Regions from separate parts of the Mus musculus genome. Here all the other regions are linked to region 4. Evidence: chromatin contacts called from public HiChIP or PLAC-seq and promoter capture Hi-C data. All regions are on one chromosome and are shown on one strand. The core of a region is the stretch at or near the end of the contact, and the rest is flanking DNA. Distances in the headings are between cores, read along the strand shown. Region 1 holds the start of Ftsj1 (FtsJ RNA methyltransferase homolog 1 (E. coli)). Region 2 holds the start of Ddx3x (DEAD box helicase 3, X-linked). Region 3 holds the start of Suv39h1 (suppressor of variegation 3-9 1). Region 4 holds the start of Mid1ip1 (Mid1 interacting protein 1 (gastrulation specific G12-like (zebrafish))). Region 5 holds the start of Gripap1 (GRIP1 associated protein 1). Region 6 holds the start of Usp9x (ubiquitin specific peptidase 9, X chromosome). Region 7 holds the start of 5730405O15Rik (RIKEN cDNA 5730405O15 gene).

Region 1 (3,868 bases), core at 135-2,634, 2.5 Mb before region 4:
GTGTGCTGATGCTGTCCTGCGCAGGTCAAAGAAAACAAAGTACAGCTAACTGAGTTCATGGGTCCCACACGACAGTCAGCTCATTCAACACATGGAACCCGAAGCCCAGGACCTTATCATGAACTCTCAGGCCCTTTTTCTGATCACATTTAGGTCCCCATCTCTGAGGGACATCACAGACTCCACAGTTAACTGACAGAGGACCCACTACTGACTCTGCTCTCTTCCAACTACTGTCACGGACACACTACACAAGTAATCTCTCTCGCAACCATTTTCTCTGCCCATTTCATCTCTATCAACACCTGACCGTCTCTAGTTATTTCCATTATCTTTAGAGTCACAGAACCCTACTACTCCCTCCATTAAGTCCTTGCTTTTCACACCTATTACCCGACACAACCTCATTCCATCTCCCATAGCCTAATCTCTCTCTCTCTCTCTCCACTCTGCAGTCCACCAATTCCATCATAGATTAAGCTTCCAGTCATTAGTTACTACCACCTTAATCCCCACTAATGCCTGGAGGACCATGACCTGTTAGGGCTCCATTACACCAATTTACCAGCTCCATTAACTCAGCCCTCCAACCAACCTCTCAAAGATCACACGAGTGGCCTTTGGGATCCTTTGCATCAATACAAAGATTACCTCTGTCACTCATATAGCTTCTATTTTGTCTTTCGTCACTGACCCCATTAGTTTAGCACTCTGCCTACGCACCTGTTATTCTCTCCAGAACCTCACCAATACGATTACTATGTAAACTGCCAAATAGCCACCACTTTTATTATTAGCCTTCATTAATTTTCCAGCAGACACAGCACCACGAGTGTAATACCTTCAAGACCCATCTTTTAGTAACATCCCTAAGACCATCTGCAGAGCCTCAAAGACCATCAGCCCATCAGAACCGCCAAATACCCTTCAAGTCGGCCCAGCAGATAGCAGATCAGTTGTGTAGCTCTATGCTGCACCCCGTTCGAGTTCACCTAACAATCTAGTTCCCTGCTCTAGGCAAGCTTCTCGGGGCTTGACTGAACTATGCAGCTGCAGTACCGAGAGTGAATCCCCTCATCCCGAGTTGGAGACAGGGCAGGCATGCCTCCAGTCTCGGTCCCTTTCAAGTCATCAGTGCCCTAGGACCTACCTCAGCTCTTGGATACAGAGCGTGGCTGTTCACCAGCCTCGAGAACAGTTTGCAAACTGAAAATTACAGACTCCAGTTGGTGTTCGGAGTGGACCCGAAGGCCTGTCGTACACGCCTAGAGGTTGTCGCCACGCGGTAAAGTTTGCTTTGTAAAACAGTTCAGTTCCACGGAGATCCAGACCGGAGCACAACGTATGACGTTAGTCTCGTCATCTTGTGTCGACATATCCCGGTCACAGGAACTTCAGTTCCCAGAATGCAACTGACATCGTCTGGCCAATAGTTTTGCAAGGCTTGTGAACCGGCTCTTTGTTCTTTGTTTCAAGGCCAGGGTCCTATAGCTGCGATCCGGAGCAAGATCCTGAGTTCTCGGCTAGTCTGGCTACACGGAGAGACCTTGACGTGGGAAACTTCCACCCCTCCCCCATCGCCCGCTCACTCAGACAAGATAACTTACTTGGCCGCCTTTTCCCTTTTACATCGGGACGGTTATTTAACCTATGTACTACATTTCCCAAAATTCAGCGGGCACGACCACGCCCATTTTTCTTTAAGTCTGGAGGGAAAGGAAATTACGCAAAGGGGGTGGAGCGTGACCACGCGAAGTGAAAAGTCTGTTGCGAAAGCAAGCTAACCTGGAGGCTACGGCGAGCAATTTTGAATTTTACTACCGGGAAGCTACCGCATACGATTTGCAATTTTGAATCCTACTTCTACCGGTTGACTGAAGTGCTTTCAATTTTGCCACCTTAGAACTTTAGTTTCCTCATCTGAAAAGAAGGGATAATCACCTATCTAGAATTCACGGTGTTAATCGGATGCACATCCTTTTCTAATTGTATATTTTCCAAATACTTTTTAATACATTTTAACCACCACCACTGCCCTCACCGCCTCCACCCGCACCACTGAAAAGCATGTCTACGGATTTGCGAGACGCACTGAGTAGAGGCTCTTGCCGCCAAATCTGACCACCCAAGTTCGATTCCCCATACACAAGGTCATGGATGGAAGAAGACTGATTCCTGCAAGTTGTCCTTTGATCCCCAACATGCGCACTTGTCACGCGCCCCCTCCCCCAAATAAATAAATAAATAAATAAATAAATAAATAAATAAACGGACGAACGAACGAATGAATAAATACATGTATGAATGAATAAAAGTTTTGTATTTTTTGTTTTTCCTTTTTCCTTCCTTCTCTCTCTTTCTTTCTTTCTTTCTTTCTTTCTTTCTTTCTTTCTTTCTTTCTTCCTTTCTTCCTTTCTTCCTTTCTTCCTTTCTTCCTTTCTTCCTTCCTTCCTTCCTTCCTTCCTTCCTTCCTTCCTTCCTTTCTTTCTTTCTTTTTGTTTTTTGTTTTTTGTTTTTTCGAGACAGGGTTTCTCTGTATAGCCCTGGCTGTCCTGGAACTCACTCTGTAGATCAGGCTGGCTTCGAACTCAGAGATCTGCCTGTCTTTGCCTCCCAAGTGCTGGGATTAAAGGCGTGCACCACCACTGCCCGGCGAATAAAAGTTTAAAGCATATATGCATGTATGAATATGTATATGTTCTTTAAAAATTCATTTTCTGAAGTGCTGAATTCAAATCCCAACAACCACTGAGCCATCTCTCCAGCCCCTATGTATGTGTTCTTGTGTGTGTGCTCATGTCATGACCTAGTGCATGAAACACAATAATTGAAAGTATTTACTGTGTATTAGGCACTATTCTAGTGCTCTCAGCAATGCGCTGGTAAATGGTTAACTGGCTTCTGGCAGGGTAGGGGATTGGGCCTGTTTGTAGCATTTGTTAGTTTCCATGGTTTACATATTATCTATCATCTGGTCAGATTTTAAGTCACCCATGTGTAGTCTAAACACAGGTGCAGCAGGACATCATTATGTATTAATTCGACCATACAAAAAGAGAAATGGCTTCAAGAACATAGGAAATGAATGCGATATAGTCAGATAACTGGGAAGTGATACATTTTGAGTATCTATTATGCATAAAAATCCTATCCACTTAATCGTTAAGTTCACAGTATTATTTTTCTTTCTCTTCCTCTCCCCATGGTTTCAACATAGGTCAAGCTGATCTCCAACCCACAAACCACTCCCCACCTGCCAAGTGCTGAGGTTTCAGCTTTTCCCACCCTAGTGTTCTGAATTTCTTATTTTATTTCTTTGAGACAGGTTCTCAGAGAGTTACTATGTAGCTCTGGGTGTCCTAGAACTCATTATGTAGTCCAGGCTAGCTTCAAATTCGCAGAGATCTGTTTGCCTCTGCCTTCTTAATGCTGAGATTAATCAGCATTTCATTTTAAAGATCAATTTAATTTTATATGTATGAGTGTTCTTTTTCTACATGTATATGCAGAAAACATGCACGTCTGCAGCTTAAGGAGTTCAGGAGGTGTCAGACCCTGGAATTGGAGTCAGGATGATGGTAAGCTATCATGTCAGTGCTGGGAACTGAAACTGGGTTTTCTTCAAGGGCAACAAGGACTTTTGACCACAGAGCCAACTCTTCAGCCCTAGCGTTTCAATATTAACAATAGTTATTTAACAGTCAGTTTACAAAATTCTCAAAATTGAACAAGCTTACTTGTGAAAACCTATATATGTTGTTTCCAGTGTACTGCTGAATTCTTAAAATGTTATTTTTAGGAGCTGGAGAGATGGCTCAATAGTTAAAATGCTCTTAATTCCCAGCAACCACATATGGGTGGCTCACAA
Region 2 (3,765 bases), core at 133-2,632, 2.6 Mb after region 4:
AAAGTTCAGTTTCAATTTTACAAACTGGAAAAGTAGAAGAGTTTGTACAGTAAACTATGTGATGAGAAGTAATTGTTTGAATTCTGGCAGCAGAAGGCCCCTGGTGGGGGGGTTGGGTTTGGGGTTGAGGTGGGGGGGGTGCTGAGTCCTGTGTTTTATTTGTGAAACTGAGGGTCAGAAAGGAGTATCTTTTAGGTAACTTGTGTGCTGCCATTGCCTAAAAGCTGAGGGCTCAATATATTCTTTTGGTTTTGTTGTTTAAGGGTATGTGTTTTTGAAGCTGAGTCTTGGGGGGTGGTCCGCCTAGAAGCGGGGTCCACCAGAATCGGCCCGTTTGATGACAGACCCCTTTTTCCTCCATATTCTGTCTAGTGGAGAGAGAGGCCTGAGGCAAGTTATCTCGGTCAGGGAGACACAGGTTGTGTCCAGTCACACATTCTCGCCTCCCTGGGGTCCCTTACTGTGCCAACAGCCACAGGCTGGTGCCAGGAATGCCACGCGGAAGGACACAGGGGCCTACAATAAGTGACTCTTTCACAAACGAGAGAGGCTCCGGGTCCCGGGAGGGTCCTGGATTGCCGGCTCTAGATTCGCGTGAGATAGTTTTATTGTTCCTTCAGAGTGGGGCTGTGGGAGTGATGCTATCTATAGGCAACGGCGATCTGAAGCCTACAGCAACCCGCACATCCCCTACAGTCCCTGCTCAGATGGACTCGGGTCACCATGCAGCCTTCCACCTTTCTGCTTCTCATTTCTAGTTCCCTTCCCCCTTTCTCCTCCCCGCCCTCCCGCAGTTTTCCCGTCCCTCCCTCCCATTCCCAGCACTAGTCAAGCGAGTTTCCCTTCTTCACAAGATGGCCACCTTGCTGGACACCCACGGTCACGTGATCCCACTGCCCTCCACGCAGAGCCAGGGCTCATTAGTTAGGCCAGACAAAGCCCACTGCATCATCTCCACGCCCGGGGACGGAGAGGAAGGGACGAGTGCTAGAAAGAAGGACGAAAACTGGGTACACAGGGGAGGAGCAGCCAATCAACCTAGTTTAAAGCTTAGGGCCTTAAGGCTAGAGGACGGTCAGCAATCATTTCTCGCGAGATCTCGAGAAAACAGTAAGATTAGGGGACCGGTGGAGACCAGGGGATAGCAAACCCAGGAGAACCAGAACCACATATACCCAAGGCTTCTTTATGAGCCGACGAGGACGCGGGTAACTGGACTGATTAGGAAATCTCACGGGACTCAGCCGAGCAACGCACCGTAAGCAGGCAGAGCTCCTAACGGCAGTGGCCGGCCGCCCGGGAGAGGAGGGCACACGTCTTACGTGCTGACGTAGCAGTCCTCCGAGTCGGTATATAAGGTCGGTGGCCGCGCGGTGCGCTTCAAAGCCGCAGTTCTCCCGTGAGAGGGCCTTTGCGGTAGAGGCAGCCTTTGCTCAGCAGCGGAAGACTCCGATTTCTCGGTACTCTTCAGGGATGAGTCATGTGGCAGTGGAAAATGCGCTCGGGCTGGACCAGCAGGTGAGCCTGAGCCGCGGGGGTCGCTGCATCACTTTGCCCCCTGCCCTAGCCTGCCTTGTGGCGCAGCTCTTTAAGTTCTGCTTTTTGCCTTCCCGTCTCCCTGGACGGCTCGGGCCGGCGGGTGGCCAGTGGCTAGGGGCTCTGGAGGGACTGGATGCTTGCGGGGGGAGTGCTAGAGCCGGTGATTCCTCCGGCTCGGCTCGGTGCGCGGTATTGTCCCTGGCCCGAGCACAATGGCGGCTTTTGTGTCTGTGCGCAGGCGAGCGGAGGGGGAGGGGGCGCGCGCATTCGGGCGCACGCGCGTCCCCTGGTTGATTAGTGACCCGCAGGTGGGGATCGGGGCGGTCGGGGGGGGGAGATTGCCCCGCGTGGCGTGGCGGGGCCCGGGTGGATGGTTTTGGCCCCGGATTTCCGGGGCTTTGGGCTTCCATGGCCCCAGTGGCTGTGGTTTGGAAATTAGGGAGCTGGCGGCGGCGCGCGGGCTGGCCGAGTGGCCCCGCGGCGCTGGAATGTGGGAGGGGGCGCCGCGGGAGGGGGGCTGGCCTCTGCGCGGGCTAATGGCGGCGGCCTCCTTTGTGTGGCGCAGGCCGGCGGTGCTGCGCGGTCGCCCCCCCACCCCCATCCCCATCCCCCCGGGTCTGCCCGCCAGCGGGTTCGCCTGCAAGCCAGCTGGGTTGCTTCGGCCCCGCCGGCCCGGTGCGTCGCGGCAGGGGAGGCCGCGGTTCCCGAGTGGAAAGTTTTGTGACGCAGAAATTTCAGGGCGGATTGGGCGGGGGGAGGAGGGGGAGGGAGGCCAGGGCCGCTGCGTGCGCACTTGCGCCGGGCTTGGCGGTGACGCGAGCCACCCGGCGCGGCCCTTGCTCAGCCTTAGGCTCCAGGAAACGACCGCGCGGCCCGAGCCGGGCACGCCCGCCCTTTACCTGGGCGCAAGGGAGGACCACGCGCCTTGCGAGTGATGGCCCACTCTGGGATCCTCTAGAGGCAAAATGCCCAGAATATGGCAACAGATAACTTGTTGCTGCCATCGAAGTAAAATTGGGAGATTGGTCAGGCCTGGTTTCTGATTACTTAATCGAGACTCCATTTCTAGATTTAGAGGCCAAGGAGATGAGGGTCTGGTGCCTTCTGCCTGACCTATGACCTGCTACAGTAAATCTTCCATGTTGTGACACATTGTAACTTAAGGGACACTGGTAACATTTTCCATTCTAAATGATACTTATACTAAAATGATACTATTGTTGAACTATATTGGAAATTATATTTCCAAGAGCCTTTCATAAGTTGGTAGTGGATTTAACTTCGAAAGCTTAGGAATTCGGAGTGGTTCAAGTTTGTAATGAGTACCAACAGTGCATTTGGCAACTTTGTTGCTTCGATTAATGTCAAATGATTAAAAAAAAAAACCTACGTAGACTAGAGAGATGGCTCATCCGTTAAGAGGACTGGGTTCAATTCCCAGCACCCACGTGGCAGGTCATGCCTGTGTAACTCCAGTTCCAGGAGATCAGACACCCTCACACTGCAGGCAAACCAGAGCACATTTAAAAAACTCGTAAAAAAAAACCAAAACTCAGATTTTAATAAACGCGGCTTTAAACGGTAGTTACAGTATCAAGGCATGGCAACATTTTTTCTAATGACAAAGAGGTTACATCTGCTTTCTGTTTTCAGGGAGCTTAGCGATACTAGTAGTTTGCAAGTATCGGCACAGATTTATCGAGTAACATTTCCTTAAAACGTAACAGTTCCAACTTTCCTGTTTTTTTTTTTTTCTTCCTGTTTTTCAATTGTGGTTTATACTCCTAAATAGATAGTAGTTATATATCGACAATATGTCTCAGTGGGTAAAGGCATCTGCCACCAAGCGTGATGACCACAGCGACCTGAATTTAATCAGCCTGGTCTTTAGTGAGTTTGAGGCTAGCTAGCCAAGGCTACATAGTGAGGGACCCCCCCTCCCACAACACACACACACACCCTCGAGCAGTGTGTAGCATTTTTGTAAAATCTTGTTAACCAGTATAAGGAGATGGGCAGACTTTGGAGGCTAAAGCCAGTAAAATGCCCTTTAGTAAGAACATCAAAGGATATTCATGACTAGTTCTGTGAGTTTACAGTAAATGTGGGAGAACAGGAATTATTCCAGTTTTATTCTGTAGTGCTAAGTGGTGAGTGTATTGATAAAATTGTCTTAGGCAGTATTATCCCAATTTAATACATTTGTGCTGTATTTGAGAGTAAAGG
Region 3 (4,115 bases), core at 790-3,289, 2.6 Mb before region 4:
CTCTGGAATGGCAAGGATGAAGTGGCGCTTGTAGCAATGGGCCCGTCCATAAAGGGATCCACTGGCAGAACATCCAAGGCCTTAAGCTGCCTGCAGACTTACCTTCGGTCAGAGCCTTAAGCAATGCTCTTTGCACTTTGCAAAAGACTGGGGTGCGTTAACTAAGAGAGTCAGGGTAGGACAAAAATCCCTAGGGCAACAAACAGAGGTGTTGCTATAAAGTCTTCACTTATCTGAAACTCCTGGGCCACTGGATTTTGGAATTCAAACATTTGGGAATTTTACACAAGTAATTTTAGGCGAATTCCTGGCATAGGACATTAAGCCATCTATACTCAAAACACATTAACAGCAAACACATCTATAGCAAAAGCCTTGATTTTTCACATTAAATATTCTCACTGAATAATTTCACTTTTAAAAATCCCTTGCCATGATTAGTGACACATTTAAGAAAGACTTTTATTTCAAAGGACTTTAGGTTTTGTAATTATAAAGATTGTAGAAAGATATTACATTAAACTGGGCATAGTGGTGCATACCTTTAGACCCAGGAAAGGCAGAGACAAGCTGATCTCTGAGTTCTAGGACAGCCGTAGTCTGTCTCAAGGAAAAAAAAAATCCCTGTCTCGGGGGTGAAAAGTACAACTCAATTCGAAGGGATCTGCTCTCAATTCAGGAACATGTAAACAATACATGTGGTAGGTAAGCCCCGACAATGACTCTTGGTCACCAAAATTATTGTTCAAGAGAAGCGGATTTAAAGTATACACATTTTTTTGCTTCAGAGCACATCCCTTCTTCAACGTAATTTTAGAAGCCATTTTTAAAAAATCAAAATATGTCACAAAACCACTTGATGCTAGGTGTATGCTGTCAGTAGCCAATGCCATCTTTTAAGGATGGTTTTTTTCTCCTCCCATCATACGACTCAAATCTAAAACAATCCTAATAAGATGCTCTAGATGGTAACCTAAGAACACACAAACACTTCAAAAGAAAAAAAGATCACTGCGTACATATACACTGATCCTTTTTTATCCAAGGCCCAGCAGAGACTAATCCCTCTCCTCCGAGGCCTCTCGGTTCCCGGAGCCTCTAACCTGCGTCTGGAACGCCTTTGAAAGCCCCAAGAAGTGGCCTGCAAATACCATTTGCAGTGCCAGCAGCCGCACTCCTCCCCACCGCAGCTCCGGCTCACACTTGTGGAATCTCTTCTCAGCGCTCTACTCGAGGCCGAGGAGCCCGCCCAGCACGCACAAGTCACCCCTCTTTTCCTGCACATGGAGGAGCCGAGCCCTCCTCTCACCGAGGCCCCCCCACCAAGTCCCGCTTTCCGGGGAGACTCGTCTACCCGAAAACCCTGCCCCCATCTCGCCTCGATCCCTTTCCCACCTAGAGTCGCCGGCTCCCCCATTTTGAGAAGGGGGTCCGTTCCACTTCTTCCTCCCCTTCCGGCGTCTCCCGTGGAAACCGAAAGGGTAACGGTCACTGAGAGCCGCCTTTTCCCGCGCGTGGCCGCAACCTTCTCCTTCAGGACTCTCTCTCACGCGCGTAGGCGCGCCGGCCAGCCGCGCGCGGCCGAGAAACCCCGCGCGCGGCCTGCGCAGCCCCGCGCCCCCCGCGGCCGAAGCACGCGCCCCCTCCCCTCAGCCCCGCCCTGCCCGCGCGCCGGGCCCGCGCTCTCGGCCCCCACGTTTGCCGCGCCGGCCTTCCAGCTCCAGGCTCCGTAGCTCCGGACGCCTGGCCTGGAGCCCCGGCCACCTTCCCTCCATTCTACTCGGCCGGGCCAGTAGCTCGCGTCTCTAGCACCACAGCTTCACCTTTTAAATTTTCCGCCATCTTTCTCCACAGCTAACAACATTCGGGCCTAACCGGCCTCGCGAGAAGAGAGCGCGCGCGGGCGTGGCCGGGGACGCGCAGTCGATTGGCCGCTCCTCGCCGCTCGCAGCTCCGGCTCGGACCAACCGCGGAGCTGTGCCTGGACTCCTCCCGTCACCAGGAGTGGTCTCGAGAGCCCGTGCTCGCTGCCTTTATTCAGAGTGCGCCTGCGCAGTAGCAAAGCTTGCCTTTGCTCCAGGACCCGCCCCTTGTCAGTCATATTGCTAGCCAATCGCGGCGTCAGCCAGTCATAAAGGGCTTGTTTTGTGCAACCCCAATTCTGCCAGTCATTTATTTTAACCTCGCGCAGGCATTCACTGCCAGGGTGGACCTAGAGCCATATATATAGGTGCTCAGCCAGTCACCTGATTGAAATAAATAATAAGTCGGTCGCCGCCATCAGATGTCCGTTTCCATCACTCGCTTCTTCATTCACACTCAGTCAATAGTAGCATCCATCTGTGCCCTGCAGCCGTCTGAGTTCATAGAAGCACAACCCTTGTCAGGCAGCCTGCTATTCCCTCAAACTGTCCCCATCACATTGTTAGCCAGGCAGCCCTTTCTCCATCTTCCTTGAAGGAGACGTCTCAAACTCCAATGGCCACCCATGTCCCGAAGTGGACTGGGATTAGGTCAGGACAAATTATTGTCAGCACCCATGTAAGAGCCACACCCAGCGACAAAGTGCTGGAGGAGGGAGACAGGAGCCCCAAGCTTGCTCTTAGAGGACAGAACCCATTCCTGTAAGCTGTCCTCTGTTCACACCTGCACTTTGGTAGGTGTATACACACATACCCCAAATAAATTTAATATTAAAAAAAATACAATGAGATCAATCAAGGATGATGCTTACCATTGACCTTTGACCTACATATGTGTCTGCATACACACATACACACACCCAATAAATGTAATAAGAATTAAAAAGAAAATGGATCACAATCAAGGGAGATGCCTGCTGTTGACCTCTAGCCTACATATGTGTATGCACACGTACACAGTCCACAGTAACACGCACATATACCAGAAGAGTTAGAAAGAGCCAGGATTTCGCAAAGTGCAATTATTACAGATTTACAGACGTATTCATATCTCTAGTGTCAACAAGACATGAGAAACCCTATACTGCACAGCAGGAGGACAGAGTTACGTGCTACACAAACTTCAATGTGGCCCATCAATTATTTTTCTAAATCCATTTCACTAAATATCAGCTTAAAGTAATTTGGGCATCAGTAGTTATCATGAAATGCTTCCCTGACTTATCTTTTTTTTTTTTTTAGATTTTCTTTTTTTTTCCTTTTTTTAAAAATTGGTTATTTTATGTATTTACATTTCAAATGTTAAACCTTTTCCCTATTTTCCCCCTGGAAACCTCCTATCCCATCCTCCATCCTCCCTGCTTCTATGAGGGTGCTCCCCTACCACCACCAAACCACTCCCGCCTCACCACCCTAGCATCCCCTTACTTGCTGGGGCATCGAGCTTCCACAGGACCAAGGGCCTCCCCTCCCATTGACGCCAGATAAGGTCATTCTCTGCTACATCTGCAGCTGGAGCCTGCCTTATCTTAATGGCTTTGTTTATCCTATAGGTTTGGAAAGTATGCTGAGGCCCTGTGCCCTACCACCACTGAAGTTGACTAAAATGGCTGTGGTCAAGTCAAGCTGGGTTCCTATAATGACTCTATCTTTTCTCATTTCCATTATGGGTCAATCTTCTGAAGTGTTAGGTTCCTCAGAGAGACTTGGATTCTATCAGGATACTTTGCAACCATGCATGTATCTGAGGGGGACGGGGGAGCTTTCCTGACAGAGCTGTTCCTCAGCTAACCCCGGGACTCATTCATTCTCCCTCTCACCTTTTCAGATAAGCAGGTAGTCAGTCTAGGTATCCCACTGACCGTACTACCTGTGGATGTTTAGTCAGAATGCTCAGTATCATGTGACTCAGCCTAGGTAGACAACCAGCCATCAGAAATAGCTGCCTAGCTGGAGGTTCCATACTCTTTGATCAGCCAGCTTGAAATCGACAAGATTACCTCTGTAATTAGAGCACCCACATTCATTTACTCGTGACTGGAAAAAGCCAGATTGGGAACAAAGAAAAAAATCTATTTAGAAAGTCGGCAAACAAAAGAAGATAGGATACTATCTCAAACGGAGACCATTTTGCTTAGAGTCTGCAGGTATAAGGCAACTGAGGGAGCTGAGGAAAGTTATCTTTCTAGTTTG
Region 4 (3,760 bases), core at 582-3,081:
GCTCTTGTCTGCCATAAGGGTTAAAACAAGCCTGGACTGTTTTGAACACCTCTGTGCAGAAGAAGTGGTAAAGGTGAGGGTGAGGTCCTCTCTGGTTCATCTTAGCCTATTTCCCTATTTTTAAGGGTTCAGACTCTTGGCAGAAAATGCCTCTAAACTGTGATGAAGCCCTAAGTACTTTACAGTGTACACAGTGAAGAGTTTTACCGCCGATACCTCATTGAACCCTAATAGAACCCTTTGCCATAGCCCAAGAAGAAGTTCCTTTTTATTGCTAAAGCAACACTGGAAATTTTTCTCTCATGGGAGACACTCCATTTTGTTGACAAACAGAGGGTGGAAAAGTTTTCAAATCTGGGCATAAGAAGAGAAAGGCTGAGGTTATTGTTATGTGTCAGGTTTACACAATGCATGTTTCCCATCTACATTCTTCTTTCCACTGATCTCCTTAGCTCCACGGGGCAGATAACAAACATTATTTCATGTTTAAAAGAACATGGGACACTGAATCAGAAGGATGAGTAGCTGTCGTTCCAAATCAAGCTGGCTGGCTGGCTGGGACTGTGTCTCCATACATACATACATACATACATACATACATACATACATACATACATAAGAAAGCATTGGAAGCATGGGTTATGATCTAGAACCAGTAAACCAGAGGGAGATGGAGATTTGCCAGTCTGGGTTCTAGAGTTACCAATGACTTTTCTGTCTGTTATCAGCTCTTGTTCCCTTCAAAATTGAAAAGAGACATGATTTTCGGTAGACAGTACCAGTCCTTCAAGAAAAAACAAACAAACAAACAAACCCACATGCATAAGTGTCTCTCCTTGTTTGGGGCGCTTTTTTGTCTTGCAGGGGAATGCCATACTAAAACTTCCCCCCGAAGACTTTAGTGGGAAGAAATTTAAAATTAGAAGCCTGAGTCATCTTATCTGGAGGAATGGAAGAGCTGACTGGAGGTTGAGGGATGTGGCAAAGGAAATGAGATGGGAAATGAGTATGGGCTCAGGGCTGGGAACCTGAAAGAGGAGTTTCAAGTGTAAAACTTGAAAGGTAGATCCAGGGCTATGGTACACAGCTTAGGCTTATTAAGTAACCCTTGCTTAAGAACTATCTTTTGAAAGGAGCACTTGACACACACTCCAGAAAGTTATTGGGTATACTCCCATTTTTTTTCTTTAAATGATAAGATATACCCAACACCAGTCCTAACTTCTGCCACCTTCTCCTAGTCTTTTTGATAGCCAAAAGGGCCACAAGGCCCAAGTTCACACTCCATTGCCATGCTCTTATCTCTTGGTGGGGGACACAAAACTATAGATCAGATGACCAGGGTGCTCTTCATACCTGGCAGCAGTAGTAGGAAAGACCCCGCCAGGAGGGAAGCAAATGCCTCAGTGTTCCCATCCCCCTGCAGCTGACCACGACCTGGGCCGTGGAGGGAGCACCCCATGTCCACGTGCATCCGGCATGTCCTGCTAACTCTTCTTACATAAGATTCCCAAGTATGGAGTCAGGGCAGCTGTGAATCCCTCTTACCCGACGTCTAATAATAAATCGAGGCTAAATTTCCGGACTGCAGTCACTCTAGGTTCAGGATTGAGGGGCTCTTTTGCAACCCGGACACACAAGCATTCCGGTCATCCCACCCGGAGAGTGCGCGCCAAGCCCGCCCAGCCCGCGCGCGCCAGTCCGCCCTCTGGTTTGGACGGCGGCTCCTTGGGCTCAGTGCCTCGCCCTCCCTCCCCCAAACAGCTTGTTCTGGGTTTGGTGCTGGGGTGCGGCCGCTCCATCCTCCCAGCCCTACCCTGCCTTGCCCTGCTGGGCCGCCCTGCCTTAGCCCGGGTATCAGGCGAGAGGCGGAGCCACCCGGCGTGCCCCGCCCCCGCGGTAGAAAGGGTTGGGCGAGTGTTACTCGCGGTCAGGGCTGGGACCTTTTATCTGTGCTGCTGGAGGAGGTAGGAGGAGGAGACATCAGGGGTGGTCCTGGGCGCCTGGGACACCTTTCCCGGACTATAAATTGAGCACCTGGAATGGGCAGGGGGCCGGAGCAACCACAGTCGCCCTTACTCACAGTCCGATCAGTGACCGCAGCAGCGCCCTTGGGCAGCCACCGTCCGCAACGCAAGCACTGAGAACCAGGGGATTTCGCAGTGCAAGAGGTGGGTGTCCCCGCCCTTTGGCAGCCCGGGCTAATATGGTTGCTTTCGCTTAGGTTTTAGAAGGGAGAAACCAGAGAGTCCGGGATGGGGGAGATTTTTTTCTCCTTTTTTTTCAAAGGTCTTCTGCTAGTATTGGAGGAGGTGATACCGGCTGGTCCCAAGGAACCACCCTTGTGCCTTCTCTGGCCAGCCTTGGTCAGGGTGGGAGCATCGCGCGGACCGGATGCCGGGCATCCTAACCGGGTGGGTAATTTGTTCTTTTCGTCTCTGTCTCCCAAGCAGAAAAAGGCTAGACCCAGCCACCCACCGTCAATCCTGAGCCAAAGATAAGAGCAGCCGGGCCTCACGAAGGGCTGAGCTGAGAAAGAAGCAAGTTAGAGAGGGCGGAGAAGGATCTGGGAATCCCGTCACACCGGCTTCAAGCAGGCTCCCGGCATCAGCCTCTGAGAGCGCTTGAAGGCGGCATCGCCAGCGGTCTATCTCCGTGTACCAGCGTCCCTGTGTTTCCGCGCCCGCTCGGCCACCATGATGCAAATCTGCGACACATATAACCAGAAGCACTCGCTCTTTAACGCCATGAATCGCTTCATTGGCGCGGTGAACAACATGGACCAGACGGTGATGGTGCCCAGTCTGCTGCGCGACGTACCCCTGTCCGAGCCGGAGATAGACGAGGTCAGCGTGGAGGTAGGCGGCAGTGGCGGCTGCCTGGAGGAGCGCACGACCCCGGCCCCAAGCCCGGGCAGCGCCAATGAAAGCTTTTTCGCGCCCTCCCGGGACATGTACAGCCACTACGTGCTGCTCAAGTCCATCCGCAATGATATCGAGTGGGGAGTCCTGCACCAGCCTTCGTCTCCGCCGGCCGGGAGCGAGGAGAGCACCTGGAAGCCCAAGGACATCCTGGTGGGCCTGAGTCACTTGGAGAGCGCGGATGCGGGCGAGGAAGATCTGGAGCAGCAGTTCCACTACCACCTGCGCGGGCTGCACACCGTGCTCTCCAAACTCACCCGAAAAGCCAACATCCTCACCAATAGATACAAGCAGGAGATCGGCTTCAGTAATTGGGGCCACTGAGGCGGGGGCTGTCCCCGCTGCCCAGCACCCTCTCTCGGGTCGGCTCTACCACCCCTCTCTTTCCTCCAAGCTATTTTCTTCCTGGTTGTGGGGCGCGAAGGGCACACTGTAAAGTTGGGCTGTGTACTTGGTGGGGTTAGTGTGGAGAAGAGGGCCTCATCGCGAGAGCAGAGGAAAGTAGTCGCCAGAGAGGGGGGTTCAAAGACCCCCGGAGGGGGCCTACTCTGTGTTGGTGGGAATGGAACTGGGCCGATGTCCTTCATTCAGCCTGTGCCTTTCTTGGGGTTTCTTTTCTGTTTTTCTTTCCGGAAGAGAAGGGCCTGAGAAAGGGCCATGCCAGGGCACAGTGCTGGGTTGCCACACATGGGAGGGCAGCTTCTAGCCGGGTGCTTGGGGGAGGCGGGGCTCAGCCTCCTGCTGCCCTGCCTTGAGCTGCCAGAGGAGGCCTTGGCGTTGCTAGGATTGCGTCAGTTTTCCTGTTTGCACTATTTCTTTTTGTAACAGTGACCCTGTCT
Region 5 (3,939 bases), core at 673-3,172, 2.9 Mb before region 4:
CTTCAACACCTTGAATATAGAAGAAACTCTTGAAACTTGAAGTGAGAGGCCAAAAGCCAATACAGAGAATGGACAGACAATGTAAAGAAAGCCATGTGTTATTTATTTTAATTTGTTTGTTTTGAGACAGGATCACACTCTGTAGCATGGGATGGCGTGTGTGTGTGTGTGTGTGTGTGTGTGTGTGTGTGTGTGTGTATGTCTGAGTGTGTAGCTCAGTGCAGAGTGCCTATTTGGCATGCACAAATCCAAGGGTTTGATTTTCATCACTACTAAAACCAAGCAAACAATGACAACAGGAACCCCCCACTAACTTCCCTTGAGAAGCCTGTACCCATGTCCGTTGGTGAGAACTGTCTCGCTGTCTCTCTCTGTTTATGTGTTTGTGCTTAGATCTATGTTTAAACACACATTCTTTCTTTTCTCTTTCCTTTCCTTTCCTTTCCTTTCCTTTCCTTTCCTTTCCTTTCCTTTCCTTTCCTTTCCTTTCCTTTCCTTTCTTTTCTTTTCTTTCTTCTTTCTTTCTTTCTTTCTTTCTTTCTTTCTTTCTTTCTTTCTTTCTTTCTTTCTTTCACAGAGCTCTGGCTGGACCACTAAAGGTGTGTGCCACCATACCCAAATAAAAACTGTTTCTTAGCTGGGCAGTGGTGAGGCCAGCCTGTTCTACAGAGTGAGTTCCAGGACATCTGGGCTACACAGAGAAACCCTGTCTTGGAGAAGAAAAAAAAAAAAAAAAGAACTGTTTCTTAATAAACTCCAACTTTCCAGTTCTAGGACAGCCAGGACTATACAGAGAAACCCTGCCTCAAAAAAAAAAATCTATTCACTAACAAAAGAAAAAAATCTGATAACACAACTTGGATGAATTGCAACAGCCAAAAGCGAAAAATAAATGGAAATACAAAAGGAATACATTGAATCACATTCTACAATAGACAAATGTACTATAGCACCAAAAGAAACAATGTTGTTCTGGCTGTAGAAAGAGGATGGATTGAAAGAACCTTTAAGGAGTGATGGAAGTGTTCTCCCTGGATTGTGACGACATAGGTGTCTGAAAAGTCTAAGAATGGTATCGTTTTAAATGACTGCATTTATATTGAGAGAGAGCCTATATCAATAAAATCTTTCAATTTACAAAGGCCCTGCTTGAATATATTTCCCATAGCAGGGAAATCATTTCATTTCTATGAGAATACACTGAGCAACACTTGCTTTCAGGTCGGCGATGGTTAGAGCGCTTTTAAATCCTTGTTTCTGATGTTTTGTTTCGGCGTTGGGGAGCACAGCCAGAACCTTGAGTGTGCTACCGGACTCTTTTCCATGGAGCTAGCTTTTGTTTTTATTTTTAATGGACTTTTCTGGTTTTGTTTTATTCGCTACTGTTCTCCTCGTGAATTTTTAGCTTTCTCAATGACTAGATCTTTTCCCTAATATGAGATAAAGCACTGTGTTAATAAAAATCATTGTCAGACCTTTTTTTAAAAAAAAATGAGGGGTGGGTGGTCAAGGACTTTACGTGAGGCGGGATTCCCCTTTGGGGTCACCCGTAGGAGGGCCGGAACAAGACCCGAGGAAGCTTCCGCTTTCACTTCCTTGATTATTAAGTCACTTTCTCTTTAAAGGAGCGTCGCGGAAGGGTAATTTTCCGTCAGAGGATTACTTCCCTCCCGACGAGTCCACCCAAGATACAGGGATACCATAATGTCGCATAGCAATGAGTAATCTATAAATGCTCAAAAGCCATAACAGACAATTTACAATTCTGTAAAAATCAAAGTAAAATTTGTCTGACCTTTGAGCATCATTCTCTTCTTTCCATCTCTAAAATGCTGAACATTTGAATTAGGTTTCTTCCCCTCCAATTACTGGTCAGTGGTTCGCTCCGACCTTAGCACTGACAGGCCGCAGAAGCTGCGGCTGCGCACAAAGCTTGCGGGGGATGGGGGGAGGAACATGGCGCAAGCTCTGTCTGAAGAGGAGTTTCAACGGATGCAGGTGCCGCTGGATGTGGGGAAGACCACCCGTCTAGTAGACTGGGGGCGGGGTAGAGACAAGACCAGCCATCGGTTCTGAAGATTTGGTTGGAATGGGTCTTAAGTATAAGGGGGTGGTCTGGAGAAGGGAAACCGAGGCTCTGAGTGGCGATCTTAGTGATTTCGAAGATTCTATGTGGGTTCTGAAGGTTGGATTCTTTTAGCTTTTCAAAAGGAATGTAGAACGTCTTTAGGCGATACCTTTCTCAGTCCGGAATCGGGATGGGATCTTTGGGTCCATGTGTAGGGCATACCATTAAATGGTGATGATGTTAGACTTTAAAGGATGGAGATTCTGAGGAGAAATTATTTGGTCGGGAGAGAAAAGAAGCAGGCATTTGCGTCATGGGGAGGGGGGAAGCCTCTGGTTATTTGACAGGACAAGACCATGAACTACTGGGAGGTGGAAAGTTTGTGGGAGATACCAATACTACTAAGCCAGGGGAGTAGGGAAAGACCGTGGATCTCTTCCCTAGAGTTGTTGTGCCATTGATGCTAGAAGATCCTAAGAGGAGGGGTTGGCATAATTGCATGGATTGGGATGATTCCTTTAGACCCAGGGTGATGAGCATTCTGAGTAGGTAATACCATTAACTCAGATTAGAGGAAGGGCCGGAGGATATTTATAAACTGATACTTTGGGAGTTCAGGGAAGGGGACATCACTGGGTTTGGGGGAGTAGTCTGACCTGGTCCTCTGACTTGTTGATCCTTTTCCAGGCATCTCGAGAGGGAATAGAAGCACTGCATAATGAATGGACACTTAGTGAGGGAGCCTTAGTGGGAAAGACTGAAATGGGGAAACCTTAGAGTCCTATAGGTTGGGGGCAGAACACTTGAGGGAGCAGAAATATTCGATTGGCCTGGGAGCTAGTTAGTCTGCTTGAGGGACACTGAAGATGTAAGAGTGAGCTCATTGGACCATAAATGGGGAGGACCACTGGAAATTGCAGAAGATTCTGAATAAAACTAGTTCAACTGGCCCGCCCAAGGGCATTTGAGAGATCCTGAAGGACAGACATAATGTCACCCCCATTGAAGACATCTTGTAAAAAGTGGATAGATAGATACTTGAGCAAGGAACGTTTATCCTATTTGAGCCATGTGTAAGGAGATACTATTGGGCTTTGGAGAGGGACTTCAAGGTGAATAGAAAGGTATTCCAGTTGGCCAAAGATTAGGAGAAATGCTATTGGGGTCCTGAAGAGAACAGAATAAGAAAGATCCTATAGTAGCTAAGCCTTCTGATCTGATCTGGAGCAAACCAGTGTGCTGAGAAAGGTGGAGCTGGTACTTTGAGAGGGACATAAAACCAGGGGTAGTGGACAGTGGGTGGTTCTGGGAAGAATCAGATTTAGGGCTCTCCAAGGCTGGTGGATATACATGTATTGTGTGAAGTGGCCTGTGCTGCACTTCCTCTTAATTCTATACTTAAGGGGACACTGACTTGTTTTGAAAACCTTGGCAGTTCCACAGGACCTTGAGCAACATCCCCTGACTCATGGAAGTTGGGAAGGAAAAAGACCAGATTCTCTTTCCTTGGGAAGGAATTTTAAAGCCCCCCGCCCCTCGCCAAAGGGGCCTCCCGGGTCTAGGTAGGACAGTGTTCAGGGTGTAAGGAGGTCAGCCAGGATGATTTCATCTGCGTGTATAGTCACAAGAACTCATATGAACAGCAGCCTAACTATTCCAATACCCTTCAGTGGTCCAGGTGGGGAATGGATCAGTGGGGAAATGATGGGTTGAGGCTGGCTGTGGTTCTAAATGGGGCTGGACAAGGTGGAGCTGGGGCTCAGGGCTTGGTTGCCCATTTAAGAATACAGTATCCAAAGATCTTAAGGAGCAACTGAGGAAGTGCTTAGGGGATACCAGTTCAGTCTTTAGGGCTTAGGGGCTTGGTTGCC
Region 6 (3,882 bases), core at 731-3,230, 2.4 Mb after region 4:
TTGATCTTAAACTGATGATTTAACCGTTTTGTTTTCCTATCTAAAGTCAAGGCTAGAAATACCTATCCGTCTGTTTCAGAGGGTTCTGAGGATTAAATAAACCCACCATACCATGTACTTAGCAAATTAAGAGTGTTACATGGTTGGTAGGCTCTCTCTGGAGGCTCCATAAGCAAGGGAAAGCATGCACGGAAGTAATTATATAAATAAGATTGCATGTGGTAAGAGTTATAAGGACTATAAATAATGTGTTTAGGGTAAGCTATTAGTTTTGTGGTGAAAACAGTCTTGTGCTGTATAGAGAAATGGTTTCAAAAAATTACACCGGCAACATGCTGTCCCCTAAATTCTTTGGGATTCCATTTAATATTCCTTTATTAGAAATGACTGTGTTGGGCTGGAGAGATGGCTCAGCGGTTAAGAGCACTGATTGCTCTTCCAAAGCTCCTGAGTTCAATCCCCAGCAACCACACCGTGGCTCACAGCCATCTGTAATGGGTTCCAATTTCTTCTTCTGCTGTGTCTGAAGACAGGTACAGTGTACTCACATACATGAAATAAATAGAAAAAAATTTTTTAAAGAAATGACTGCTTATAGCATAAGTTCATCTATTCTATATGAAATGTAATTAACTTTATAGTATTTTATAATGATTTTTAAAGATTTGCTGCCAACAGGCATTTTTAAGTCAAAATGAAATATCGATCAGTAATTGTATTCATTTTCTCTTCATTTGTGAATTTTAGGTAAATTATAGAATCGTTTCAAACCTACAACGTTTGAGATTGCTCTGTTAAGTTCTTCCTCCGCAGCTTATAGTTCGGAGTCTCAATATGCAGAAAATAGTCCCTGACATAGCGGATGGGTTCATAAGTCCCTCCCAGGTTCTCACACTGAATGGTGTTGATGATATGGCAATAGAAGTTCATTTTGCTACATTTAGTATTACTGAGTAGCTAAGGTGTCTAGGACGGTGTATAATTTTTTGTCTTTACTGTTGTAAGGATTCCGGTGTCCAAAATGTTCTCAGTCCCAGTCACTATGCCTTTAAGACTGACGAAATGCTTTTAGGTACTGATGCTGCAGGATCGTGTGAATGAGCTGCTTAAAGCGCCTCCCTCAAAGTGGAGTGGGAAGCAGCTCCCCCCACCCCCCGCGACCCCGCTCTGGAGTTCAAGCCACACCTTCCCCCTATCGGCTGGGTGCAGGTGGCCAAACCCTCAGGACCTGGCACCACTGCTCTGTGGCTTGTCCTATCCTCGTGTCACGTGACATGGGTCAGCTGCGCAGTCGAGACCCTCAAGCAAGGCGGGTGCAAACGCCTAGCACCGGGACCCAGGAATCTAGTCTTTCCGTCACCCCCCCCCCCCACTCCCCAACCAATCCTCCGAACCATCCCGGAAAAGGGGGAGGCCGGTGACGTCACCATCCGGGCACTGGATGGTGGGGCCATGGTTCACAATGGAACAAAAACAAGCAGCCCTAGTCAAACTAGCGACGCGGCTGCAGCTTGCGTGCTTATTAACCCTTTCCTGTCCACATCCCTGCCATTCCCGACAGTCAGTCCCTTTGCCCAGGCCGCATGCCGGATCTCTCCCTTCCCCCCACTCCACCCTCCTCTTTGGAGTGGTCCGAGTCCTTCGTCAGCTCTCGGTTCGGTCCCCTACGGTTTGTAAGGGTCTCTGGCTCCCTCGCATGACCCCCTGCAGTGGCCGTCCGGAAGCGATGGTACGATCTTTCCCTAGCATTGTCTTCCCCTCCCCCACCCAGCTCGCAGTGTTCCAGGCGACGGGGCCTTGTCTGGGCCCCCTAGTGGCCCACAGCGCTCTTCCTTTCTTTCCCTCAACAGCCTGAGGTGGACAGGGAGAGGGGGCAGCTGGCCCAGAGGGGGGCTGGGCAAGGGGAGGGGCCGGGCCGGGCGCTGAGGGCGGGGCTTGGAGGGGGAGGGCCCTGATGGGGGCGGAGAAGCGCTGAGCCTTGGGCGGTGCTGAGACTAGTGGGAGTCTGCGCTGCCGCTGCTGTTGCTGCCGCCGTCGCCGCCGCCTCCGACACTGCCACCGCCACCGCCACCACCACCGGCCGTGCGGGTTTTCTTTCTTTTTCTTTCTGTCTTTTCTTTTCTTTCTTGATTTGTTGGGTTCGCCATATTGACGAGGCTGTGGTACCCAAGGCTGCGGAAGCTAGAGTCCGCCGGTGGCGGAGCCGCAAGCTCTCGGTAAACGGCCCATTGGGGCCCTCCTCCCTGTCCCAGCGAACCCCCTCCCTGCCTGCACCGGCTCCCAGGCCTCGCGGGAGTCGGCCGCCGCCGCCTCGCCCTCCAGGGAGGCGGCCGCCTTTACCGCCCCAGGGCTTGGGGTGGGTGACGGGAGTGAGGACAGGAGCGGTAGCTAAGCGAGCAGGCCTGGAGTGGGGGGACAGAGGCGGCGACTAGGGGAAGGTGAAACTGCCGCTGCAGGAGGAGGAGCAGGAGGAGGTGACGCAGGAGAAACGCACCGCCCGGAGCTTGTCTGAGCTCAGCGCCCGAGCCTGAGGGGAGAAGGGGGAAGAGGGCTGCGGCCGGCCGAGAGGGAGGCGGCGGCCGTGGTCACCGCTGCCCTAGGGCGGCCAGGGTGAGGGCCAGACCCCTGGTCGGTACGCGTCGCGCGTCGCGAGCCCGCCCGCCATCCGCAGCCTCTCATATTTTTGTCCCTCGCCAGCCCCCGGCTTGGGATGCTCCCAGGTTAGGCCCGGTCCCGGGATCGAGCTTTTGCATCTCGTCTCCCGCCTCCGCGTGGCCCGCTTCGTAGGAGACTCCCGGGTTGTGTTTGGTGAGTACCGAGCCCGGCGGCGCCCAGGGCCTCCGGCTGGCTGGAGGGCTGGGGAGGACGGCGCGAGGGGGTGTGTGTGCGTAAGCGGTCCTCCCTTGGGGGCCTGGCTGCCGGGGTTGGGGGTCGCCCCGAGCCCCGGCCGTCGCGGGCGCGCGCGAGCCTCCGTGGTGCGCGCGGCCGGCGTCCCGCGAGCGTGTGTCCGTGTCCGTGAGTGAGCGTGGCGCTGTGTGTGCGTGTGTGTTTTGGACTGGCAGGGAAAATGGCTGACGGCTCCGGCCCTCCCCCTTCCTCCCCCTTCCCTGCCTGACGGGAGTGGAGAGGAGGAGGAGGAGGAGAAGGAGGAGGATGGAGACTCCGGCGCGCCGTGCCGCCCCTCCACCCGCGCGGGAGGTCGGTCGGGAGCGCGCGGGGGCGCGGGCACGGCGCGGGCGGGGGCGGGGACGGTTGGTTCGCGCGCCCCTTAACCCGGCGGCGGACGCCCTCGGCCTGTTCCACTTGACACCGAACGCCATTACTGAGGTGGAGTGATTTGGAGCGGGAGCGCTAGGCCCCGGCGACGCCTGGCTATCAGGCCCGCGGACGAGTTGGCCTCCTCGCCGCCCTCCCGCGATAACCCGCAGTCGCTCAGCGGCCCAGTGCCCTGAGAAGGCCGAGCCGGTTATCGCTCCCCCACACCTCCCTCGCCCCCTCCGGCTGCTCACGGTGGGCCAAAGGCCCGGAAGGATGTTTTGATGCCGAAATCGCTTCCAAGCGACAGTAGACCGACCACCTTTGTATTTTTAGCTGTTCCTGAAGGAGGAGGAAAAAACGAAGACGAAGAAAGGAAATACTAGTATGTGCAAGTTTGTAACTGATAAAACCTTGAGATGCTGGTGATGTGAGGCTGCAGGCTTGATAAATGGCTTGTTTTTCATTCATTGTGAAATATTTAAGTTAAACAGGTGCGAAGCTGGGGGTTTTGTTTCTGTTTGGATTTCTTCAGAGACTGGAAGATAAGATTTTTAGATACGACGTGCTTAAATTATTTTGAAAGTTCTGTAGTTAACACCGTTAATTGAATTTTCACAGCCACAG
Region 7 (3,697 bases), core at 890-3,389, 2.3 Mb after region 4:
TAAACTCCTAAAGTAGCCCAGGATGACCTTGAGTGCCTGAGCCTTCTGCCTCTACTTCCTGAGTTGTGGGATTACAGAGATATAGCACAATTCCAAGAATGTTTTTCTTGTTCTTATTCTCATTCTTGCTCTCCCTGTTTATCTCTCCTTTCCTGCCTCCCTCTCTACCTCCCCCTCCCCATCTCTCAAGAAATGGACATTTCTCCTAAACTCTCAGGCTCAAGTCATTCTCCTGCTGCAGCTTTGAGTAGCTGCGACTACAGATTCATGTCATTATGTCCTGCTGCGTATGTCTTTGCCTGGTGCCTTTTTTTAATTAGATATTTTCTTTATTTGCATTTCAAATGTTATCCCCTTTCCTAGTTTCCCCTCTGAAAGTCCCCATCCCCTCCCCCTTCCCCCTGCTCTCCAATCCTCCCACTCCCATTCCTGGTCCTGGGTGCCTGGTACTTTCAATGTCTAAGCATTCCATTATCCATACACAGGTTTGTCTATTGGAGTCTCCATTTTAACGGTTTGAATAAAGTGTAGAAATCTTACCTCTTTTAGTAACTTAACACTCTCCCATTTATAATGTAATTATGTTAATGATTTCCTCCATACATTAAGAACTACAAAAGCCTGTGCTGTAACTATTGCTTTAACTGTTAAACATGATTTTAAAAGGCCAAGATGAGGAAACATTGTCTACTGTATTTATCTTCCCTTTTACTCTGTCATTCTTCCTTCCTTCCTGATAGCCAAGACTTCTCTGTCATTTATGTTTATCAAGATTATCATGGTTCTTATTTGCTACGCTGGGAAATCAAACCCAGGGTCCCTCCTCTCTCAGACTGTTAAGTGTGGCATATGAGACCCACCATGCCTGACTAAATTTCTCTTCAGCACTTGAGAAACATGGCAGTTTTCTTCCACTGTTTTTGCTTTCTCCTATTTTTTCTCTTTAGAGAACATGTTTTCCTCTGGGTGCTTAGGTTAGTTTCTATTAACTTTCAGAAGCTTGGCTCTGATAAACCACAGGTTTTTGTTGTTGTTTATCCTGCTTAAAAATTTCTCAGGTTTGCCCTACAGTGGTGGTGAATATGTTCAATCCCCGCACTTGAGGCGGAGGCAGGCTGGATTTCTGTGAGTTCGAGGCCAGCCTGGTCTACAAACAAGAGCGAGTTCCAGGACAGCCAGAGCTACAGAAAAACTATGTCCCAAAAAACAACAGACACACATATTCTGCATCTATATGTTTATGCCTTTTGGGCAAATTTCAGAACATTTTAGGCATTCATTCTTTGATTACTACTTTAATTTCATCTTTCTCTCTTGAAACTCTTATGATCAAAAACTTAGATTTTTAATATATTATCTTCCATGTCCCTGAAGGGCTATTCTTTTTTTCCAGTCTACTTTCTTTCCTTGCTTAAATAGAGTAAATTCTATTCTAATCGGATCAATTCTGATTTTCCCCCTAGACTTTTAGATTCTGCTATTGAGTCTAATTTTTTTTTTTGCCTGTAAGCTATTGTAATTTTCAGTTCAAAAAATTTTGAGTTTTGAGACTTTCCTCCCCATTTGTTTCAAACAAACATGCTTACAAAAAAGGGCTACAAATGACAGCTGTTTTTAAATCCTTGCCAGTTGATTCTAACAATCCTGTCACCTTAGTGAATTGTCGTTTCCCACTCAAGCTGAGAATTCCCCGATTCTCAGTATGGAGAGTATGTTTCAAAAACTGACGTTATATTAGTTAAATACTATGTTTCAGCAAGTCTCTCCTACGCAGCTCAAACTAACCAGCTACAGGCAAGGAAGGGTTAAGTTCCAGATTCCGAGAGCCGCGTTTGCTGACGTGTGCGCACGCGCACGCTCGCACCTGCGCCTGCGCTCCTGGACTACGTGTGACTGCCTGGCGGGGCGGGGCTGGCGGGGCAGGGCGGGGTGGGACAGGATGCTGGCTCCATTCTAGGCCGCTAACCGCCAGTCGCCTTGCGCTCTGTGGCGCCTCCACATTGCCTCCAGTAATCTGGCGGTAGCTAGGAACTCGTCAGCGCTGCAAGGGGGGTGAAAGTTCAGACCCCTGGCTGGGTGACGTCGGCGGAGGGGGCGGGACGCCTCGGATCTTCTTGGAGGAGGGGAAAGTCCGGGCTGTTTCAGCAGAGCCAAGGAATGGGAGGCGCCCTAGCCTCCCCGCAGGCCACAGCGCTGGGACTCCTGCCTTCCCTGCTATCTCCCTGAGGCAAGGGGTGTGTGGGAATGTCTCTTTACTGTTAGAAGGCTCGAGCTTTTCCTGCTTAAGGGTGGGGCCACACAGACTTTTGAGATTTTTTTACCCCCTTGTAGTGTTTGGCTGAAATGGAGCTGTCATTGTGCAGAAGTTTTCTGTCTAGATAGAAAAATCAGACTTTTCTTGCAGGGTGGGATTTTTGTTTATTTTGTTTTTCATTTCTCTCTCTGTGCCTGCTCTTTCTGGGGTGCTGGCTTCTCCAAAACCAGTTTGGAAGGTATGGAAACCCACGGTCATGTGTTCATCAGGTCCGGTAGCCCTCAATAGCTCTGCTTTTCACCTCCACCTTATTTTATATCGAAATTAGGCATTTTGGGTGTTCTTAGTGGTACTGGGGAAAGTGCATTTTACTCCATTTTTCTAGAAGCCCAGGGCCTAACAGTATTTTTTTTCATACGTCATCACAACCATGAAAGGATGTGTGCGGGCTTGGTAGGCCTTTTCAACTGAATGGGAATCCATAAATGAATAGGTCAATAGGAAGACATTTTAGAAAATCAGGTTCTTGGTTGGTTTTTTATTTTATTTTATTTCATTTTTTTTTGTCTTTAAAAAAATTTTGAAAAGATATATCCCTGCCAACCATGTTGTTTCCCTGCTTTCAATAGCATGTAAGAGGAAAGAAGCACTGTTTCAGGGGAAGGACAATAAAGTCAGTTCTGGGAGTTTCTATGGTTTTACTGAGGTGCGATTACTTTATAAGGATGTGTATATATTTAAAATATATGATTGCATAGAACACACATGCACGCACGCACCACTACAGCATCGCCACAACCGAAACTGTGACCAAATCTATCACCACAAAAATTTCCTAATTTTCCTTTCAAATTCCTCCCTTATCCTCACCCCAGGCAACCAGGGCTCAGGCTTTTTTTTCTTTTTTCTTTTTTCTTTCTTTCTTTTTTTTTTTTTTTTTTTTGGCTCAAGCTCTTGCCTGGTAGCCCAGGCTGGCCTCCAACTCTCTGTCTTCAGGGTTCAGCCTCCTAGGTGCTGGGATTACAGGCTTGCCATATCACACCCATGTTACTGATCTACTTCTTATCACAAAATAAATTTGTTTAGAATTTTGTAGTAATAATTATTGACTGGCTTCTTTCACACATGATAACTCACTTGCAATTCATCCATATTACTATACCTATAGATAGTTTTTCTCCCTTTTTAAAGATTGCCCTGTATGGCTGTATGACAACATGGCTATCCTTTCATTTGTTGATGGACATTCCAGTTCTTCCCAATTTGGGGCTGTTATAAATAAAGTGACTCTGAACATTCATATTCAACTCTTTCATGTAGATATATGCTTTCTTTGCTTGTGGCCAAATACATAGGAATAAAATGGCTGGATCATAAAATAGGCACATGTTTAATATTTTTCTCTCCTTTTCCCTTTCTGTATACAGGTTGGAGGTTAGCACG

What was found. Promoter capture Hi-C pulls out the DNA fragments that hold promoters and counts their contacts. HiChIP or PLAC-seq counts read pairs in DNA pulled down with a chosen protein or histone mark.
Region 1: a contact with region 4 is called in an H3K27ac HiChIP or PLAC-seq map of embryonic stem cells, with 4 times the contacts expected there. The contact joins the promoter of Ftsj1 here to the promoter of Mid1ip1 in region 4. A contact is called at or near these places in 2 of 39 promoter capture datasets (liver and pre-B cells) and 1 of 115 datasets of contacts at active chromatin or transcription factors (embryonic stem cells).
Region 2: a contact with region 4 is called in a promoter capture Hi-C map of liver, with 2.3 times the contacts expected there. The contact joins the promoter of Ddx3x here to the promoter of Mid1ip1 in region 4. A contact is called at or near these places in 4 of 39 promoter capture datasets (the C10 cell line, erythroid cells, liver and 1 more).
Region 3: a promoter capture Hi-C map of pre-B cells shows a contact between it and region 4, with 2.6 times the contacts expected there. The contact joins the promoter of Suv39h1 here to the promoter of Mid1ip1 in region 4. A contact is called at or near these places in 2 of 39 promoter capture datasets (erythroid cells and pre-B cells).
Region 5: a promoter capture Hi-C map of pre-B cells shows a contact between it and region 4, with 2.7 times the contacts expected there. The contact joins the promoter of Gripap1 here to the promoter of Mid1ip1 in region 4. A contact is called at or near these places in 2 of 39 promoter capture datasets (erythroid cells and pre-B cells).
Region 6: a contact with region 4 is called in a promoter capture Hi-C map of liver, with 6 times the contacts expected there. The contact joins the promoter of Usp9x here to the promoter of Mid1ip1 in region 4. A contact is called at or near these places in 3 of 39 promoter capture datasets (liver and pre-B cells) and 1 of 484 Hi-C or Micro-C datasets (CD4 T cells).
Region 7: a promoter capture Hi-C map of pre-B cells shows a contact between it and region 4, with 7 times the contacts expected there. The contact joins the promoter of 5730405O15Rik here to the promoter of Mid1ip1 in region 4. A contact is called at or near these places in 5 of 39 promoter capture datasets (the C10 cell line, erythroid cells, hippocampal neurons and 2 more).

What each region holds. Positions count from the first base shown.
Region 1 is chrX:8,251,022-8,254,889 of GRCm38.p6, forward strand. It overlaps Ftsj1 (FtsJ RNA methyltransferase homolog 1 (E. coli)), which reads right to left and starts at 1,385. Exons shown (of 13, transcript NM_001290430.1): 1 at 1,151-1,385; 2 at 1-16.
Region 2 is chrX:13,279,640-13,283,404 of GRCm38.p6, forward strand. Ddx3x (DEAD box helicase 3, X-linked) reads left to right here and starts at 1,383. Exons shown (of 17, transcript NM_010028.3): 1 at 1,383-1,518. The coding sequence starts at 1,474.
Region 3 is chrX:8,072,721-8,076,835 of GRCm38.p6, forward strand. It overlaps Suv39h1 (suppressor of variegation 3-9 1), which reads right to left and starts at 2,040. Exons shown (of 6, transcript NM_011514.2): 1 at 1,824-2,040. The coding sequence starts at 1,842.
Region 4 is chrX:10,715,534-10,719,293 of GRCm38.p6, forward strand. Mid1ip1 (Mid1 interacting protein 1 (gastrulation specific G12-like (zebrafish))) reads left to right here and starts at 1,832. Exons shown (of 2, transcript NM_026524.4): 1 at 1,832-2,171; 2 at 2,454-3,760. The coding sequence starts at 2,697. The coding sequence ends at 3,245.
Region 5 is chrX:7,788,071-7,792,009 of GRCm38.p6, forward strand. Gripap1 (GRIP1 associated protein 1) reads left to right here and starts at 1,923. Exons shown (of 26, transcript NM_001290455.1): 1 at 1,923-1,998. The coding sequence starts at 1,957. It overlaps Gm39487 (a long non-coding RNA gene), which reads right to left and starts at 1,870. Exons shown (of 3, transcript XR_003953042.1): 1 at 1,796-1,870.
Region 6 is chrX:13,069,518-13,073,399 of GRCm38.p6, forward strand. It overlaps Usp9x (ubiquitin specific peptidase 9, X chromosome), which reads left to right and starts at 1,981. Exons shown (of 45, transcript NM_009481.2): 1 at 1,981-2,216.
Region 7 is chrX:13,039,876-13,043,572 of GRCm38.p6, forward strand. It overlaps 5730405O15Rik (RIKEN cDNA 5730405O15 gene), which reads left to right and starts at 2,140. Exons shown (of 3, transcript NR_038158.1): 1 at 2,140-2,234; 2 at 3,682-3,697.